3 separate regions of the Sus scrofa genome follow, and regions 2 and 3 are each linked to region 1. The links are chromatin contacts, called in public HiChIP or PLAC-seq maps. All regions are on one chromosome and are shown on one strand. The core of a region is the stretch at or near the end of the contact, and the rest is flanking DNA. Distances in the headings are between cores, read along the strand shown. Region 1 has its middle 180 kb from the start of RREB1. Region 2 overlaps RREB1 (ras-responsive element-binding protein 1). Region 3 overlaps RREB1 (ras-responsive element-binding protein 1).

Evidence for each region. HiChIP or PLAC-seq counts read pairs in DNA pulled down with a chosen protein or histone mark.
Region 2: a contact with region 1 is called in an H3K27ac HiChIP or PLAC-seq map of skeletal muscle. The contact joins two enhancer-like sites. A contact is called at or near these places in 2 of 2 datasets of contacts at active chromatin or transcription factors (alveolar macrophages and skeletal muscle).
Region 3: an H3K27ac HiChIP or PLAC-seq map of skeletal muscle shows a contact between it and region 1. The contact joins two enhancer-like sites. A contact is called at or near these places in 1 of 47 Hi-C or Micro-C datasets (skeletal muscle) and 2 of 2 datasets of contacts at active chromatin or transcription factors (alveolar macrophages and skeletal muscle).

What each region holds. Positions count from the first base shown.
Region 1 is chr7:4,331,098-4,335,038 of Sscrofa11.1, reverse strand. No RefSeq gene overlaps it. Among named protein-coding and RNA genes, the nearest start is that of RREB1, 180 kb to the left of the region's middle. Within about 2 kb of position 1,853, at least 13 of the 83 cell types and tissues checked have an H3K27ac peak or open chromatin away from gene starts, as enhancers often do. A contact at or near this core is called in alveolar macrophages and skeletal muscle, where this site is marked.
Region 2 is chr7:4,567,157-4,571,097 of Sscrofa11.1, reverse strand. The region is part of intron 1 of RREB1 (ras-responsive element-binding protein 1); the gene reads right to left. Among named protein-coding and RNA genes, the nearest start is that of RREB1, 57 kb to the right of the region's middle. Within about 2 kb of position 1,832, at least 32 of the 83 cell types and tissues checked have an H3K27ac peak or open chromatin away from gene starts, as enhancers often do. A contact at or near this core is called in skeletal muscle, where this site is marked.
Region 3 is chr7:4,546,798-4,550,738 of Sscrofa11.1, reverse strand. The region is part of intron 1 of RREB1 (ras-responsive element-binding protein 1); the gene reads right to left. Among named protein-coding and RNA genes, the nearest start is that of RREB1, 36 kb to the right of the region's middle. Within about 2 kb of position 1,883, at least 37 of the 83 cell types and tissues checked have an H3K27ac peak or open chromatin away from gene starts, as enhancers often do. A contact at or near this core is called in alveolar macrophages and skeletal muscle, where this site is marked.

The DNA of each region.
Region 1 (3,941 bases), core at 604-3,103:
CCACGAGTCTGTCCTCCAGTGATACAGTCAGCTTTCAATTCGTTATTCTTAATCCCTAACACTGTGTTCAAGCGACCTTTACTCTGGTGAGGGGACGCCCGCTCCCGACTTGAAATCAAGAGCGTGGTGTTCAAAGAGCGCGCAGCCGGCTGGAGCTGGGCAAGCTCTCCTTGCTCTCCGTGCAGCGCCCCAGGGCTTGCAGCCCTGCGCCCGTGTCACCCCCATTCTCCTCTTCTGTGCGCCGGGCACCTTCTCATCCCTCCAGACCCAGCTCCGAGATCAGCTTCTTTAAGATGCTTCCGTGCCTCTCTGCTTAAGTATCTGGTGTGTGTGCTTCCCAGCGGTCCGTGTGTGAGTGTGGATCTCCATGAGGAGGTGGTGTCCTCTCTTCCAGACGAGGAAGCTGGGGCTTCTAGATGTTCAGTGATCCTGTACAGGACCCCAGCTAGGAGAGGGTCGAGCTGGGACTGAGAAACTGAGCCAGTGGGTCGCAGGTCCCTGGCGCCTTGGTGGGCTAAGGATCTGGCATTGTCACTGCCGTGGCTCGGATTTGATCCCTGCCCTGGAACTTCTGATGGGTGCCTCATACACGTTTACTACTGATGCAACGAAGGTATTTCCTTCGGCATCTTAAGAAAGAGGATTAACCGGCATTAACGATCGCTAAACCGTCCTCCATGGTAACATTGCTACGTATCAAGCAGTGATCCGTGGCCTGCGTTGGGCTAGCTCAAAGTGGACATAGCGAAAAAAAAAAAAAAAAAAAAAAAAAAAAAAAAAAAAAAAAAAAAAAAAAAAAAAAAAAAAAAAAAAGCAGTAGACCGATGGCCTCTTGGGGTCTGGAAAGGGAGGAGGAAACGAAGAATCTCTGAGTGTTTCCATCTCTGTCAAAGGTGACATTGCCAACACTCTGGCTGCTGCAAAATCTCTTCCTCCCTGGGGAGGAGAGGTTTCACCAGCCTCTGATGTAATCGCCTAATGCACCCCTCAGATGACTTGAGTTCCAGGCCTTTCCGTCCCTTTCTCTTGGTCTGGTGGCTCAGACAAACAACTGGCTGTTCATTTGGTTTCGTTAGAACCGAGCTGCTGGGGAGAGGGAGGGTGGGCCGTATGCTGGACCAGAAGATGGCAGTCACTGGAAGACCTCGTCTTTTGCTCGAAGCGTTAGGCATTGGCTCCCTGGTTTGTAAACCAGTTCCCTGGTGGACGTGGTTGGCACGAATTCTCCAGCCCCAGCTCACGTCTGGGTGAGCCAGACTTGGCTGCGCTTCTGCATGAGAAAGGCCTTCGTTAAGACGGAGCCCACGATCGTCCTACCGGGTGCCGTGGGATTGCGGCCGGATCTGCGGGCTCCCCTCTGCTCCTTGGGGTGCGCATCTGAGCAGACGTCCCGCTGAAACAGCCTCCTTCACGGTAGCGTCTTAGATTTGAAGGAATCTTTGCAGTCATCTAGTCCAATCTCGTTCTGCCATTAAGCTCCCACAAGTGCTCATCTAGCCTGGCACTGAACCTACTTCCTCCAAGCTGACTCATTTTTGCTTCGCTCTAGTGGCTGAAATTTGCTTTTCCTTTTACATTAAGGGGGCATTTTTGGGCCTCTCAGCTCATTTCTCTAGAGCTACGCAGAATCTGCATGAAAACCCTTTGAATATTAGATTGGCAGCGATTATATAGAACATGTAAACGTTTTTTAAATGACGGATTGTCTTCTCTTTAACCATTTAAGGACGGTTTACTTGGAGACAAGAACTCGATTGGGCAGCTTTGCATTGCAGGCCGATCGTCTGGCCGGGACAAGAACGGAGCTGATGCCGAGCGTCCTTAACTGTTCATTACGTGGCGACTGTCCAGCGCCGGGAAGGTCTGGAGATTTTGCAGAGTTAACAAGTTAGCCTGTGACAGCTTCAGGGCCGCCGGCAAAGGGTATGAGACTTGGGGATGAGAGTCAGAGGACAGTTTAATGCTTGTAGTGATGGCAGTAGCCAGGGTGTCATCGTGTTCTTGTGCCGGGCCCCCAAGCCCCAGCCCACAGGGTGGGCAGAGAGGGCCAGGGGGGCCCTCTGCACGCAGTGGAGCAAGACACAGGACAGCAGCCGGGTGTAGGAAACCCCAGCTTTTTATAATGGGCTCTACACTACCTGCAACCTTAGCCTGGGGACAGACCACCTCTGGTACTAGACGGCAAACAAGCCAGCCCTGTGCTCCAGCGGGAGACGCCCCCTCTGTCTTCGAAGGCCGGTCTCTGTGCAGACATCCTTGGAAGGACAAGCGGGAGCGAGGGCAGTCCCTGCCTCTGCCTGCGACACCAGCAGAGACAGAACAGACCCACGGAGGGTCGCCTCCCAGGAGCAGCTTCCTTTGACGTCACCCCTGGCACACGAATCTCCAGCTTATCTGCCAGCTGTGCCCATGTCCTCCACCTCGCACCAAACCGAAAGCTCAGGCCGAACGATACGGGGGCAAGGATGGAGGTGCGAGGTGGTCAGGGCCTGTGTTTTCCCGCCGAGTTTTGTTCAGAGCCTCCTTCCCCGCGTTCTTTTCACACGGGTCCAGGAGACTCTGCCTTCCTCACAGGCTCCCCGGTGCGGCCGAGGTTGCCCAGGGCTCAGTGGAGAGGAAGGCTGAGCATCGCGGGTGGGGGGGCTTCAGAAGGCGTCATGGGGAGGTGCCAGGTCCGCCAGCATTTTGCTTCCGGCGGTGTGTTAAAGACAACGGGCAAGAAGGATGCTGCTTTCCCTGAAGGGCCTGCGGATGGGGCTCTGAGGACCATTTCACGTCAGTACTGAATCTGCATCCAGGGCTCGCTGCCCCAAAGCTCCACGCATCCGCTCTACTCCTGGTTTTTTGTTAGCCATCCTCTTTTCAGATGGAGACCCTGAGGCCGGCCCCGCAGGGCTCTCTGCATTCCAAGGTCGCAGAGACCTGGGACAGCCTGGGCTGGCGAAGGCCTCCCGACCGGCCCTGTAAGCCTCTCTCGGGAGCGGGGCGGGAGCTCATGAGATTAACACTGCAGGGGCCCAGCCGTGAGACCTGGAGCAGCTCAATCGCCAGGCACGCTGGTGAATAACAGGAATCTCTATCATCCTTTCCGTCAGAAAGCATTTATTTTAAACCCCTTGGCGAGCTCACGGGGTGAGCTGGCCTGTCACACACCATCACATGGCATGGAAACTGGCAATTAAATTTAGCAACCCACCTCGGCAAATCCAGGCCAGCCTGGGAGGAGCCAGGAGTCTTCACTCCCAAATCAGGAGGTTTCCAGAGAAAGGGAAGCAGGGCTCGGTGGGTTACGCTGAATTAGGAGCACCTGTTCCCATCGATAATCTGGCGGCCCTCAAGTGCGGCAGCGGGGCTCAGAGGATGCCCGTTCTGCACACGACCCGGGGGAGGGCGGAGGCCCCGTCGCGGAGCCACGCTCGGGAACGGGGAGATGCCTGGTTTGTTGTCTGCTCCAAGGACAGCTTGTTTGTTTACTGACTCTGGGGGCAGAGACACACGACGTGAACCCAAGAAGAAGTGTCATTTTCCTACATGCCCTGAACGGGGCACTGACTTAGCTGCCCTGGGCACCCTGAGTGGATTTCTGTGATGGCAGGCAGGGAGGTGGGCAGACCCCGCGTGGGTTTTACTGGTTTACAGGGCGCAGTCAGAACTATGGCCTGGGTTCACCGGCACAGCCCTGCCTGCCATCCAGGAAGCTTTGCTGTTATAAAGTTCTGCTTTCTGGAAGGCCCCTTGGGTTGAAAAGGAGCAGAAGTGGAATTTGTGTGTGTGTGTCTGGATCCGGTGGCGTGCGTCTGGATGTCTAAGCCAGAGGAGACGGTCATCCTTTTAGCTAAAAACGCAGCCCGAGTCCTGTGTCTGGTGTGGCCAGGAGAGGGGCTGTTGGGGAGGTCAGAGGACGAGGCCTCGCCCCAGTGGGGCCCTCACCGCACCTTTCC
Region 2 (3,941 bases), core at 583-3,082, 240 kb before region 1:
TCCCATGGAGGCAGGATGGCCTGGAGAGGGCAGAGGTCCCTCCCGAGCGCAGCTCCAGCCCCGGAGGAGATAAGGGACAATGCTACGTGAAGCCAGAAAGAGGAGATTAAGGCTTCTGTCCCAGGACCAATGAGATAGCGAAGAGGAGATGAGAGATAAAAGGAACCACGGTCTAGCGAGAAAGCCTCCCAGCTTGTGTGGACCTGGAGGGCCCTGCAGTGGAATCTAACATCTGCCTGCCGCCCCGGGAGATGGGCTCAGCTGGATGCCGCGGGTGTCAGCAGAAGCCCACCAACGACAGCACCGGGCCAGCCTAGCGGGGTGCTGGGCCTGAGGGATGTCCACAAACACTCGGGGTGCTTGATGCCTGGAACAGCCCAGGAAGAGCCAGGGCGCCGGTGTGGGGCCAACCCGGGAAGGGCTGACAGCACTCCAACCCCAAAACGCTCTGGGCTCCCAGGGGACTTAACCAGCAGCAAGCACATCTCTCTGAGGCAGGAAGTCCCGGCTGGGCCGGGGAGGAGACCCAACCAGACTGGCTGTGGCACCATAGCCATGCCTACAAAGCTCGGGGCAAAACTGTCTCCTCTAAACCAGGACGGCCTCGCGTGTGCTCTGAAGGCCGACAGCTGTGATGACGGCTCTGAGTTCCAGGAAGTTGATGTGTTTCTTGGCTGAGGGTTCAGTCTATGCCTTGGGTCGGGCAGCAACTCATGCGGCCCCCTCCCCCTCGCTGGCACGGGCTTTGGTCAGAGGGAGCCTTGGAGTGTCACGTAGAGCATTCGAGCAGGCCCAGCGTGGTCGGCCAGCCCGTGAGCTGCTCCAGCCAGTTCCGGATGCTCCCCCTTGGGTGAGGAGGGGCTACCAAGGGGTGGAGGGGGAGATGCACCCCAGGTACACAGCCCAGGTTCAAGACAGCAAAGCGGGGAGGGCGGCAGCCACCCTGGGTCCCAAGGCCGTGTATGCGCTCACGCCTTCGGTTGTCTGTTGACCTCTGTCCCCGCGACATGCCCCCCACCTTTTTCTTTGGAGGGCTGCACCTGCAGCCTACGAAGTTCCCAGGCTGGGATTAAATCAGAGCGCAGCCATAGACCTACACCACAGCTCACGGCAACGCCAGATCCTTCACCCACTGAGCAAGGCCAGGAATCGAACCTGCATCCTCAAGGGTAATAGTCGGGTTTGTAACCTAGTGAGCCGTAACGGAACTCCCAACACGCCCCCTTTCAATGGTGATCTTTACCTGCTGTTCAAAGCTCTTCCCTGCTCTGGCCTCAGTTTACTTCCTGACTCTCAGGACGACAAGTCCCCACACTCGCCACTGAGTTTCTTCCCCCAGAACACACACCTGCACTGGTCCCCGAACCCCAACCCTCATGGGCCACTTTTCCCAGGATGCCCCCACTGGCTGGAGGCTCCCTGTTCCAAACCCTGACTCGGAGACACTAGGACACTAAAACTAACACTAAGACTGAAAGACTAGGGCCCAGACTACTGGTGACAGCGGCCACGGCTTTCTAAATAACGCTCAGCACGCGCTCAGCTCAGCACCTCGTTCAGTCCTCGTAACCACAGCCCTGGGAGGGCCAGTCCCCTTGTGTAGGCCTCAAGGTCACGGTGGCAGAGCAAAGTGGATCTGATCTAAACGCTGTTTCTTTTGGACAAAATTCCCGCCTCCTGGCACAGGGCTGGAGAAGGCAGATGCTCTCCATCAGTCACGTTCTCTGACTGCTCACCATCTTCTGAGTCATCTCGGCCCCTCCAGACTGCTCAGCGCCTGGCCTCCCGTTTCCGCCTGTTTCTAGGCAGGAAAAAGGACTCCCTGCTCCCACCTTCTCCTCTGCCTTCCTCTCGGGCAGGAGCAGGGCTGAGTCCACTGCCAACTAACAAGTTTGCTGCCCGGAGCCGGTGGCCACGCCCAACCCCGCTGCGCAAAGGGACAGGAATGCCACTGCACACCCTGGTCTTCGCTCAGCAGTGACGGGAAGAAGGCACCAGGCGCTTGAAACCCCGAATCCTGAAACCCTGCCCAGTCCTGTCCAAGGGGCCAGGTCCAAGTGACCCACCAGCGCAACCTCCAGCTCAGAAGCGACCCGAGTACACCAGGCTGCCCACCAAATACAACCCTGGAGCCCACACGCCTGGGCCCTGGAATTCCAAAGGGACGGGCGTGTGTAAGTGCTGGGGCAGGAGGGGGGGCACAGCCGGTGGGGAGTGCGCGGAAGAACCACGCAGGTCACCTCCCCAAGGAGATCGACAGTCCCGTCTGGTCACTGAGACGCTAGCTACCGCTGACCCTCCCTCCAACACAGCCACCCCGAGTCCCCACCCAGCAGCATCTTGGACCCTGGTTAGAAATGCCGACTCCCAATAAGCCAGTCATTCAACCAACACCTTAAACTGACACAGGTCAACTACACCTGCAGGAAGAAATGAAGGTTTCCAGGCGCCACCCAGAACTAATGCGAAAGAAACCCCTCTGGGTCGAGCCCTGCAGTCTGTGCGTTGGCTCTCACCAAAGGGAACAGGCGCTGTGCGCGGAATTCTGGAAGAAGGGTGACGCCAAAGCAAGGGAGGCCTGAGAAACCTTCCTGCTATGAGGATCTGAATGAAATCACTCCTTATCACCACCCCGCCCCCCGGAGCAAAAGTCAGTCTCTGGAGCAGAGCCTCAGATCCCAGGTCTAACTTTAGCTTTACCTACTGCAAAGAAATAATAAAAGAGTCAAGTAAGTAAGGGCGGGGGTGGCGGGAGAGGGCGCCATCCACACGGGGCCTAGTCTAGCTCCCCCAGGAACCAGGATGCGTGGGACGCGAGGACGGGGCCGGGGCCACAGTGCACAGGCAGAGCCGCTCAGCCTGGGCCCCCCCGCAGCTCTGGACCCTCAAAGACCCCCCCACACCCAGAGCCACGCCGTTCACCAAGCTTGTCCGCTCCAGGGTGCTGTGGGATGGTCCCCAAAGGTGAGCCCCTTGGCCAGGATTCCCGGCGGCCCTGGACACCCTCTGGGTCTCCCTCCTGGCAGTAACTGTCCACTGTGCCAGAAGGCAACCCCAGGGCATCCCAAGGCCTCACCGGTTCCTGTGTTTCTCTCTTAATGAGACCCATGGTGGAGGAAGGAAAACGGACTGGCCTTGAGCGGCTGCCCCTTCTGCCCAGGTTCAGGGCCCCAGCCCGGCCCCCCCCCCCCCCCCGGGACACCAGGAGTAACACAGGCCACCGATGCCACCCTTCAGAAAGAGTGTGCATGGCCTTCAGGTGAAGGCACACGTCCACATGGAGTAAAGTGTGGCGGGAAGGGCAGCTCCGGGCCAAAGGGCCGTCTCTCCTCTCCAAATAAAGACCGGGGGGTGGGGGGTGGCACTGCTCCATTACACACAACTTCTGCGGGAGGCAGGGGTCCTTGTCCACCAAACCGAGCTACGTGAGTCAGAGGACAGCTGCTCTTTCAAAGAGGAAGTGTGGAGAGGTGGGGCGGTCGTCTGGCACAGGCTGGATGAAGCCACCCTGGGGTACCATTCCTGCATCCCTCTGCGGGGCTCCCGGCTTCTCTGGAGGGAGGAAATGGGACCAAGTCCCAGGTACACACTTTGCAGTGACGAGCGGCCTCCACGCGGCAGCTCCCCACCCCGCCCCCCCAGCACTGAAGGAATCTCATCTCACTGCTGCCAGACTTGGAGCCACTTGGCAGCTGCCACATGGCAGCCATTTGTTCCCTGGCAGCCCTCGAGCGCGGCCCTGTCCCTCTCCCCAGGTGAGCCAGTCTTTTTTCCTGGCCACCAGGACCTGGTATTTCATCACCTTCTTGCCCAACTTGGCAGAAACCAGTAGGGTTCTCTCCCCTGCAAGGAAGCTGGTGAGAAAGGGAGTGGGCCGGCAAGGGGTGGCCCCGGGGCTGTGCACAGACCCAGGGCACCCTCACCTACCCCCAGGGTAGGGC
Region 3 (3,941 bases), core at 634-3,133, 220 kb before region 1:
CTGCGGTCAGATTCTTGACCCGTGCCCCACAGCGGGAACTCCCGAAACGCCTTTTCTTTAGTGGCTCTGTCTGCCAGGGTATACATGACTTCCCTGGTATCCACCAGAGAGTCCTCTCTGATCCCTACTTTAAAAACTCCAATTTTTGTGTATTATTTCGATTAAAAACATGGCAATCACATTAGGAACGCAGAGGAACAAGCCAGTAATGGTATTGGAACATCGTTTGAATCTGTTCGTGAATCACTTTTTTTTCCTGCAAATCTGGTGAAAATAAATCATATTTTGGTATCTGGACACACGGGAAGGTTGATTTGACACATCAGGTTAACCCACTAAGCAGCTGCACATCACGGGGGGGGGGGTGCGGGTGGGAAGCATGGAGAACTTAATTTTCCATGTAAAACTCCTGCGTCTAAATCATTCTAAAGTATCTCTCAAACTTCCCCATCTCTGAAGCAGAGCCTGGTGAATCAACATATGATTAATCTAACCTTTTTGGGCGATGACTCAGGGTCACTACAATGAACAACTATTACACAAGGTGCCTTCGCAAACGACCGTGCCAGCCTCCCCGTTCGGCCCTGCTCCCGCGCCACAAGGCCGCAGTCGGCCATGCTGGGGTTTTTTTAGCTGAAATCTGTACTGCGGGCGTGTGGACCCACATGCAGTCATAAGCAGTAACACGGAAGGCTCCTCGGCTCTCTTAGCCCGGGGTCCCCGGGGGGGAAACAGCCACGCCGTGGGACTCTTCCCGCTCATGCCTGACATTCTCTCTTGCTGCTCTCAGTGCGTCTCCTTCCGACGGCTGTTCTCCAGCCACACGCGCCCCCCCTCCGCCCGCCCCTCACCAATTCTGACCCCTAATTTCTTGTTGAAAACGGGAGACGAGGTGGTCAGGGCCATACCTACAGGGAGAATGATGGAGCTCTAGTGTGGGCCTGAAAGGACCATCGTGAGTCAAGGGTAGAAGCGACTTCCCATACCCGACTGGCTTCTGAAGCTTGATTTTGCTGCCCTCCCCGCCAACACACACACACACCCCCTGCTGGTTCTCTGTCACTCACATGCTAAATATTCGGGACCTGAGAATGCCAAATAAGTGACCTCCACCTAAGTGATATACGACTTTTGAGTCAACCGAATACTAGCTAAGCAAGCGCTGTTTCCATAACTGGTAGCTGGTACTCCGGCAGTACCCGAGCTCTTACTCTGAACATTATCTACCAAGCACTGTTAACAGCTTGCGATGAAATACACAGCCTGAAAAAAGAAAAAAAAAAAAAAAAAAAAAAGTCCATTTCTTTTTTCTGGACTCTCTGATATTTTAAAGGAAGTAGGAAGTTTTAACTTTGTACTACTTGGAACAATTCAGTTACGTAAGTTAAAGACATAAGGTTTTTAAAAAGATAAAGCGCATAATGAACGTGCTTTAGAGACTTCAGTAAATAAGAAAACTGTCACTTTGTTCTTCAGCTGCATTAGGAACTTCTCACACAAAGAGGCTTGATGGAGGCAGACAGAAAGGGGCTTATCAGCTTAAGAAACGGGAAGGATGGTACAATTAGCTGTCACACAGTCAGATATAATTCAGAACTCGGACGAGGCCAGGGAAAGAAAACCCGGCAAGGAAGGTGCCCATCTGCTCTTTCCCTAACACCCACATACATCCCAGCGGGGCACACCACCTTTTCTCCAGGGTTATTGATACATGCGGCCTGAGAAGAAACGCAACAGCCTGTGGAGGCAGGAGGAGAGGAAGGAAAATAAGAGACGGAAAAGGAAGAAGTCTCTTATCTGAACCACAAGTGCCTCCCGCTGCTCACTCCAACAAGCTGAAGTGCTAGATCCTAGGTATTTGGGTGGGAGGGACCAACTGACCCAGCCCTGCCAAGTGCAAAAGGGCCGCCCCCGGTTCTGCGGAAAGCTGACGCCCTAGCCGGGCACAGCACAGCGAAGGTGAAGTGGCTTGGGGGGAGGCTCGGGAGGGTGTGGGGACGTGGGGTGCGAGAAAGCAGCTTCTCCACCGGCCCCCACAGTATCTGCTGCCCTCACAGTGCGAAAAGATGCTCCAAACCCAAGCAGCTGAGGACAGGGGACCATGAAATGCGAAACGTGTGTGGGGTGAAGGAGCCGAAGAAAAACAGGGGTTTGATTCTAAAACAGATGTACCAAGAGAATCCAGTCTCCTCACGGGACAAGATGGTTTCCTGAGCTTTCGCAGGGCCAGACACACTGGGATCAGAAACATGTTTCGAGCAGCGTGAAGACGGAAAGAAAAAAGGCCCCTCTCCCTCCTCCCTCCAAAAGTGAAAAAAGACAGCGCGGGCCACACACCAGAAATAGCCGAGGCAGCTTCTAAGCGCCAGGATCTGTGCATCAGGAGCGGCTCCCCTGCAGCGCGTGTTATAGCGAGCTCCAGCCTGACTATATATGGTATGTTTACGGAGGCTCAGACACAAACACCACGCAGAACTGATGGCAGACCAGGCCTGGCTCTTAGAGAGCTCGGCTTCTCCGCGTTTACGGCCACGAGATAGCCCCTACGTCCAAGAAGACTCCGGAGGCTTCCAGAAGCATCCTCTCACACTCACTGGCAGGGACTCCCCCTCGCTGCCCTCCACGTCCCCATCCCGACCTCGCCACCCCCACCCCCCGCCGTCCTCCCCCCAGGCCGTCCACCCCGCAGGCCCACAGAGGCATAAATGCACACTCAAGAATGTCTCTTTGAATGGGGCCTATGTTACATGACCAAGGGCACAGACCTGGGTTTCTCCAGAAACAGCTGGCAAGGCTGAGGCCTCTCAGCACAGCCTCCTCTTTGCCACAAAGTATTTTCATCACATCAAATGTCTTGCCCAGAGAGGGAAAGCCAGACACTGAAGTGGGGAGGGGGAGGGGAGCAGGGCTAATGGGAAGATGTTTGAACGTCCTGGGAGAGGAGCAGGGGGTCGGAGGAGGAAGGAGAGAGAAGGAAAGGGGGGAGAGGAGCAGAGGGGGAGGCTGCCCCACTGGCTTTAACAGTCTTGCCCAACCTGTTCTGCGGTGCGCTGGCTCGGTTAACTCCTTTCTGGCAAACGGATGCACACAGCAAGCCTTTCTTCTTCTTTCTGCCACAGCCCGGCTGCAGATGAAGGCCGACGTGAAGGCCTTAAATCCCAAAGAAAAGGGCTAAAGCCATGCCTGACTGGACTTGAACCCATCATCGGTACCAGGCAGTGGGAGACCTTCACTGGCGGCCCGCAGGCCGCCTGCTCTACCACCCTCCCAGGCCCCTGCACCTCCCGACTCCCCCCTGGCAAAGAGGGAAATGGAGGTTGGGTGCTGCCAACAGCTAAGTGGAGGTGAGGGTGAGTGAGGCCCAGTTTTCAGCCACTGGAACTAAGCACTCTGCCAGAAGGCAGCGAAAGTTGGTTTTCCTTCTTGTTGCTTTCTGCTTGACGTGAGGCATTTATGGGGTTAACAGAGAGCTGCAGACCAGAATTTACCTGCTTAGCAACAGAAGCATCAACTAAGCCACATTGGTTGTTTTGACACAGGAAAAGCAGTTTCTACCTGGTGAAAATACCTGGTGATGTTTCAGTTGCCACTTCAAGCAACACACATATTAATCACAGGAGAAGGGCCGTCAGGAGACCACGGAAAAGGGAGAACAGTCCAAAGAGCTGCCCCTGCTCAGAGGTGCAGACCACGAGCGAGCATGGAATCGCTGGACCAAGGAAGGAACACGTGCTCTAAAAGTTAGGAGCAGACTCCAGGTGGAGAAACAGCTCCTGGAAACCCCAAAACCTGGGGTGACCTTCCCCTTAACTGGTCTGCAGCTGCTTAGTCAGTCTTTTTACCTCGACCTTCAAGCCTCTTCACAAAGAGACAGATTTGAAAAGGAAAGCACGTCATCTCACAAATGATTAGACCTTCTTCTTCTTTTTTTTTTTTTGTCT